Linked DNA regions of Mus musculus: region 1 is linked to region 2. Evidence: chromatin contacts called from public Hi-C data. All regions are on one chromosome and are shown on one strand. The core of a region is the stretch at or near the end of the contact, and the rest is flanking DNA. Distances in the headings are between cores, read along the strand shown. Region 1 has its middle 12 kb from the start of Gm30475. Region 2 holds the start of 1700008K24Rik (RIKEN cDNA 1700008K24 gene).

Region 1 (3,568 bases), core at 674-3,173, 71 kb before region 2:
TTTTAAAAGGCTCAAGCATGTGAGCTTATCAGAGAGATATACACAGAGAGAAACAGAGAGAGAGACAGAGACAGAGACAGACAGAGACAGAGAGAGAAGCCATCAGAGCCAAGTTCTCTTTGGGGCAGACTTCAAAAGCAGAACATTGTATTAATTATTGATTTCTTTGGTACTTTGGCAGGAGTGGTACCATTCTATTTGAATCCAGAAAGCAACAATCTCATTCCCACTGTCAGAACTCCCAAGTTTGGATCAGTAAGGTGGCTCAGTGGTTAATGCTGCCAAGGCAGGCAGCCTGAATTCAATACCTGGGGCCTACATGATGAAAGGAGAAAACAGACTCCTTCAAATTGTCCCCTGACCTCCACATATTCACGATAGTATTCAAAGACACACACACACACTTTCCTTTGCTCCTAAACAGCTAAGCACATAGCTAGTAAACTGAGACCTGGGCTCTGGACTACTCCAGGAAGGGCATCTTGCCCAGCCTTCTAAGTCAGTGTCCTGTATGCTGGCTTGCTGGTCTGTTATTTAAAATACCACCGAACATGGTCCTCATGTTCAGCCAGGGTTGGGCCCTGGCCCATGGGTGCTTTAAGGATCAGATCAACACTTGTGATCCTTCCTCTGCAAGCAGACTCAGTCCTGAAGCCCCAGTGTCTGGCTGGGCCTTGCCTCTGCAGGGGACGTGGCTGGTGTGGAATTTAATCACCTCCTTAGAAGTAGAGCCCAGCTCCCCAGGGGCCGCTTGTTCACCCAGTGTGAGACCAGCAGGTTTATTTATGGTTTCTGACTTTATTTATTCTCCCTCACTGGAGCTCTTCTTCTGCATACAGAGAATGCCTTGTCTGCTTATGTGGCTGAGGGCACCCGGCTCAGGAGCCAGTAGCCTGGCTTGGACGGATGGCAGAGGGCTCCTGTCACGCTAGCTGAGAAGTGTTTCCTTCTTGGGTGATTTGTGGAGTACTGCAGAGGCTCTCTGCACCAAAGCCTCTCCCATGAGTTTCCCTGTCTTATGGCTGGGAGTGGGTGATGTGCAAGGGCTCGGGCTGTAGGAGGCTCCGATGGACCCTCTTTTGAGGTCTCAGCTCTATCTGTTGGTCACCTGCCTCAGAACAAACCTGAGGACAGCTGGGAAAGCTTATCCTGATGGGCCATGGGGAGGGCACAAGGGACAGCTGGGATGAAACTGTCATTTCTACTTGGTTCTAAATGAAACCATGTATTTTTTTTTTATTAAAAAAAAAAAAAGATGGTCTCTGTATAGCCCAAGCTGGCCGCAAATTAATTACCTAGGCTAGGAGACTGAAGTTGACCTTGAACTTGTGACCCTCTGTCTCTACCTCCAGAGTGTTGGGATTGATTATAGGCATGCACCACCATATCTGGTTTATGCAGAGCGGGGAATGGAAGAGATCATGGAAACATGCATGCAAGGCACACACACACTATTAACTGACCCCGTCCCCAGATGTTGTTTAAGCACAACACAGCCAACCTGCAGCACTCGCATACAGTTGCTATGGGCTACAAATATTTCTCCCAGGAGCCATCAGACCCTTGCTCTCCCACAGGTCCCTTGGCAGCCTTCACCTGGTGTCCACTTTTCGGCGTGGGACTGTGACCTTTATGGACACCCAGGGATGCCTTAATGGTGGCAGTCCAGCTGGTCGGGGGCGGGGGTGGGGGGGGCTGGAGAAAGGGAAGCACGAAGCTGTTGTCCCAGTGGATGAGACCAGTTCGGAGCATCTCAGTTGAGTTATCCCGGGGCATCCTAAGGAAAAACCATTTGTTCAGAACATAAGGCAAAACTTCTAGACGTTAAACCCAGGCCTCTCACATCCAGGAGGAGGAGAGGAGAAGACCCACGGGTACTCAGAATAATAAGAGAAGGACCAGGCTGTTCTATGCTGGGATGGGACCCAGAAAGGAGAAAAACCAGGCATGCAAGGCGGGGTTCCAGCATCCCACAAGCACTTGGCCTTCTCCAGGAAGCTAATTTTAGCTGTCACATTTAAGAAGGATTTGGAGGTTCTGGAGGGGAGCCAGAGCCAATAAGAAAAATGATGAAAGGTTTTTTGAAAAAAAAAAATTTAGAAGGTATAGGAAAAGCCCAAGGGATGTGGGAGTTGAGTGGGTGGAAGGAGACAAGAGGATACTCACAGTTCTCTAGTGTGATACAGAGATAGAGCCAGAGGACATGGGTTTGCACTGCAGCAAGAAAACATTAAGTTATACTGTAGGGAGTAAACTGTGGTTGAACAAGGCTTCCCTGGAGGTCTGGACCTTCTGTAGTCTCATCAAGGACCAGGCTCTAGACAACTAAAGAACGTGTAGTCGTGGAAGTGGTGCAAAGGGGAGTCGAACAGCATCATGGGCCAGAGGAGGCAGGAGAGAGTTGCCAGATCTGCTGTGGGGCATTGTATAGCCCAATGCCCCACAGTCTGCCTGTGTGTGTGTGTGTGTGTGTGTGTGTGTGTGAGAGAGAGAGAGAGAGAGAGAGAGAGAGAGAGAGAGAGAGAGAGAGAGAGAGATGAGAGGAGGGGGTTAGGGATACAGGATCCACTAAGAGCTGCCCAATATGGGTGCTGGGAACTGAACTTAGTTTTTTTTACATAACAGTACATGCTCTGACCTCTCCAGCCCCTCCACAGGATTTTAAATAAAGGTAAGACTGGATGACGTTTGTGGTCTGAGGGCTAATCAAACACTCACGTGCAAAGAGCCAGGCTTTAGAATCCGGTGTCTATGTCTTGGTCCCCCAGGAAGCATCTCATGTGAGAGAAAGTTCTAGCACAGAGGAAGGACTGGAAATGTCATGGAGGGTTAGGGAGCTAACCCATCCAATGCCAGCCTTCTCGAGAGTTCCATGGCTCATTCCCCATACCTGACCACCAGAGGGAAAGGGAAAGTCTAGAGTTCAGGGGCCAATGCCATGGTGGGGTCTTGGCCAATAGGTGCAAGGAAAAATGAGAGACACATGCTTCCTGTCTACTGAGTTGGGAGGGAAATGGAGGCACACGGGGACTTCCTGCCATTCTGAGGAGAGAGACGTGAGGAGGCAGCATCGAGGTACAGGGATGTTAAAGTGAGGTTTTGTGGGAACGCTTTCTGAGTTTCAGGTCCTCATGCACCTGCCTGGACTGAACGTCAATCTCTGGATCTTTGCCTCTTACACAGTGTAAACAATCAGACTCCTCTGTAGGACTCCACTAATAACCCTGCGTTCTGGGAATTCTGCCTCCCTCCTCCAGCCCAAGAAGGCTCCCACTACAGGGCACAGCCCAAGGAGCTGGGCCTACCCTCGGAGGACATGGCTTCAGCTCCCTTGCATCCACAGAGAAGCTCGTTTACAGCTGATATGTTGTCCCATTTCCCTTCCTCTTCCCCTTCCCCCAACCCAGACACTGGAAGGTTTGTTCCTGGGATGCCCCTGGACTTCCCTGCTGATGTCACCCTGCACCTGGTCACTAGAGGGCGCTAAGACCTCACTGCCACCCTTCTTTAATATAGGTGGACAGACTCCAAGTGGGGAAATCCCTGCAGGGTTCACGGGGTGACTAGC
Region 2 (3,622 bases), core at 920-3,419:
GATAGATAGATGGATAGATGGATGGATGGATGGATGGATGGATGGATGGATGGATGGATGGATGGATATGATAGATGATAGATAGATAGATAGATAGATAGATAGATAGATAGATAGATAGATAGATGGCTAAAGTCTTTCCTCATTGTGAAGAAACTAAGCCAAGTCTACTCTAGAATATTCAAAATACTCTAAGATTCAATTACAAAACTACAATCCAATTTTATTGCACAAAATACACAAATAGCCATCCCCATGCCACAGGGAGGGAGAGGAAAAGGAAGAGGGAGAGGAGGGGGAGAGGGAGGGGAGGAAAAGGGGGAGGGGAGGGGAAGGGGGAGGGAGAGGATAATAGGTGTCTCTAATAAACACATGGAAAAATGTTCAAAAATGATTATAAACAGAGAGGCACAAATCAAAACCATAACAAGAGACCATTTCACACACAAACTTGATTAGCTAAAGTTAAAAAGAAGAAAAGAAAGAAGGATCTACATGGATTTGGGAAGGTCAGGAATTTTAGGTGGTGCTGGAAGGAATGAAAAATGGGATAGCCAGTATGGACAGCATTTAGACAGCTCTCCAGTTGCAGCTGGGATTACCTAGGTCTGTGTCTGTAATGGTGTGAATGAGATCAGCTCACATAAGTTCAGGCATTTGAATATTTGGTACTGTTCGTGGAGGTCTGGGGTGTTTATGTGACGTTGGTGGAGGAAGCTTGCTGGGGTTAGCCTTCAAGAGTTATAACCTCTAGCAATTTCAGTTTTCTCTCTCTGCTTCACGCTTGTGGTTTGAAGCCGTGAGCCCCCTTGATTCCTTGCTTGCTACCTACTGCCGCCACCTGCCACCTGCTGCCTGCTACCATGCTCTCCCCACCATGACAGACTTTATCTCTCTGGAACAGTAAGCCCAAATAAATCCTTTCCTCTCTAAGTTGCCTTGGTCATGGTGGTTTATCACTGCAACAGAAAACTAATTAACACAGTGTGTTCCAAATAACTGAAAATGTATCCAAACAAAAATACCTCTACATAAGCCCATAGCAGAGTTATTTGAACATGTCAAAAAAAATGGAAAATTTAAGAGCTCATGAAATGATACACAGATAAATATATATTCTTTACTCTTGGGATAAATACTGACATGTGTTACAGGGTAGAGTCTTAGGACACGTGCTGAGGGAAGAAACCAGTGCAAAAGGTTACCTGGAAATGTCCACAAAAAGCAAAGCCATTCAAACAGGAAGTCACTTAGAAGTTGCTAGATGCTGAGCGCAAAGGAGACTGGGTGCTTGATGTGAATAGGTTTTCATTTGAGGATAATAGAAAATTCTGGAATCAGAGCTGAGGATAGAACAACCTGTGCATATTGAAAAATCCTCATATATATATAATATATATTTATCTATTATATATAAATATATATTATACTATCTGCATTTTATGTCAGTTATTGTTTAAAAAATATAAAGTGACATATTAGAAAGTGGTGAACATTATTTGTTGATACAATCTTTCATAAACCAGAAAGCAGCACAGCTAACATTAACTTATGAGCGCCCTCCAACTACCCTTTCACACACATCTCAATGGTCAAAGACACACACCTCTACTCTGCAGCCATCTCCCACTGGCTGGATACTTAGTGCTAAGCCTCTGGGAAAGGGGGCTTCCAGGCACTACAGTAGGACAGGGGGAAGTGGAGGCAGGCCATGCCTCAAATTAGAGGGCCTGGTGCACAGGAGATGGCAGAGTTTTCTGAGGCACATCTGTCTAGTAAAAAGCCTATGATTGGCTTAGGTTAGTGCCAGAAAAGGAGGGCCTGTTTTATAGCAGCGTCCCCTACTTCAGAGTAACCTCAGGGAAAGCGCCTTCATCAGTGCATTTTTCCTCTCCAGTAGAATAGACATGGGGCCCCTGGGATCACGAGTGTCCACGATTGAGTGGCCTTCAAGTAGTCTGTGCCTTCTGAGGCCAAGCCAGAAACAGCCCTGAGTTTCAGAAGGCATCTCTGCTTCTTCTGGTCCCACATACCAGCTTTCTTGTGGGCACAGAAAGGGATAACTCCAAGTCCCTGGGACATGCCCTTAGTCTAGAGTGGACAGGGTCTAACAGGTCTCTGATTGGAGGAGCTGCTTTGATGGGCGTGGCCAGTGATTGGCTAACGGCCAGATGAGAGCAGTTGGCAGTTATTTTGCAGGAGGCTTCTCAGGGATGAAGGCAAGCTGGCCCCTAGCTGATCAGCTGGTTGGTGAGGACTCTTCACGAAGTAAGGGACCATTGTGAAGATGGAAGAATGCCCACAAAATCCAGCTTGAAACCTGCTGGCTCTGAGGGTCCTGCTGGCTCAGCAGTGCTGGTAACCAAGAAGTATCGCAGGCCCAGGGTCAGTGGGGTCTTACCCTACACGGTGGGGCAGCTGCCAAGCATATGATCTCCACTATGCTTTTCCTTAGTGTTTCTTCTGTCCTAACCAGAAAGTTACCCTTCTATTTGCGGAGAGCTATTGCCTATCGGCCTGGACCAGCAGGTGCGTGGCAAAGCTACCCTCTCCAAACCTGCAACCTCTCCAATGTGGGCCAGTGGCCGTCCCTCTTCCCACTCAGCTCCCTTGACTCTGGTCTCTTTCTCCCGGGATGGTGGGTAGATGAGGCCATCAGAAGAGCTGTTGAGTCAGCCAAGGGCTTCCCTGGAAGCTTAAGGTCAGGAAAGCCTCGCCATCTGCCTGAGGAGTGTGAGGGCAAAAGTTGTGGTGTGTTTGTGGTGACTTCCAGTCACTCGGTATTCCCTTGTTGCTTTCCCATGGGTCATCTCATGGGGTTGTTTTGTTTTGCTTTGTTTCTGTTCTCACAGATAACTCAGCACTCATGATCAGCTGTCAAGCTATAACGGAGTGTTGAGGCAGTCCCTGAAACCACAGCGCCATTTTGTAGGAACTAAGAAGCCAACCTCAAGGAATCACTCGCCCCAAGAAGACTTTGTTCTGATCTGATGTGTTTCTAGCCTGGTGGAGCCTCAGCTATCCAAAGGAAGAGCTGTTAAGATGATTGGAATTTTGGTTTTTCCGATTCACTCTTTTTTCTCTCCAGCCATCTGCCTTAGACAGCAGGAGAAAAGGAAACTTAGCCTCAGAGGTGGGGTCCTTCGGAAGGACTGACAGTGGGCTAGCTCTCCTGCTGCTGGGAGCCTGAGTGCCTTTGGCTCCTTGTCCAGACCTCAGCTTTACCACGGAGGTTACCTGCTTACCATCAACATCGAAACTTGCCTCTTCCCCTGGGTGTATTCTCCCTCTTTTGTGTACAGTTTGATTCCTCCAAACTGCTCTCCCTGTGAAGAAAGCCGATGGAATTCAGGGAGCCTGGCCAGCCACCCAGGCCTTTATAAAGGTCCTCGTACCACAGGATGTATGGGAGACCCAATAAAGACTTTTGCAAAATGCTTTACTGCTTTGAGCTGCTTAGGGTATCTACTGAGAAGGATTTTATTTCTATTCCTACACAAACTGGGCCGAGAGGATGTCCTTGGCCCTTCCAAGTCCCTTTGAATGAGACTTGTGTTCGGTAGAGATGTGAGCCTGGCTGGCATACTGGACATCTGGCCTGGTTTTCTCTGCACATTTAATT

The links. A called contact is a pair of places that touch in the nucleus more often than the background predicts.
Region 1: a Hi-C map of cerebral cortex shows a contact between it and region 2, with 2.5 times the contacts expected there. The contact joins the enhancer-like site here to the promoter of 1700008K24Rik in region 2. A contact is called at or near these places in 3 of 39 promoter capture datasets (liver and stem cell-derived epiblast-like cells), 1 of 15 datasets of contacts at CTCF or cohesin (large pre-B cells), 15 of 484 Hi-C or Micro-C datasets (8-cell embryo, cerebral cortex, cortical neurons and 5 more) and 1 of 115 datasets of contacts at active chromatin or transcription factors (large pre-B cells).

Annotation. Positions count from the first base shown.
Region 1 is chr17:49,182,571-49,186,138 of GRCm38.p6, reverse strand. No RefSeq gene overlaps it. Among named protein-coding and RNA genes, the nearest start is that of Gm30475, 12 kb to the right of the region's middle. Within about 2 kb of position 1,923, at least 4 of the 459 cell types and tissues checked have an H3K27ac peak or open chromatin away from gene starts, as enhancers often do. A contact at or near this core is called in cerebral cortex and cortical neurons, where this site is marked.
Region 2 is chr17:49,112,080-49,115,701 of GRCm38.p6, reverse strand. 1700008K24Rik (RIKEN cDNA 1700008K24 gene) reads left to right here and starts at 2,169. Exons shown (of 2, transcript NR_038145.1): 1 at 2,169-2,268; 2 at 2,853-3,438.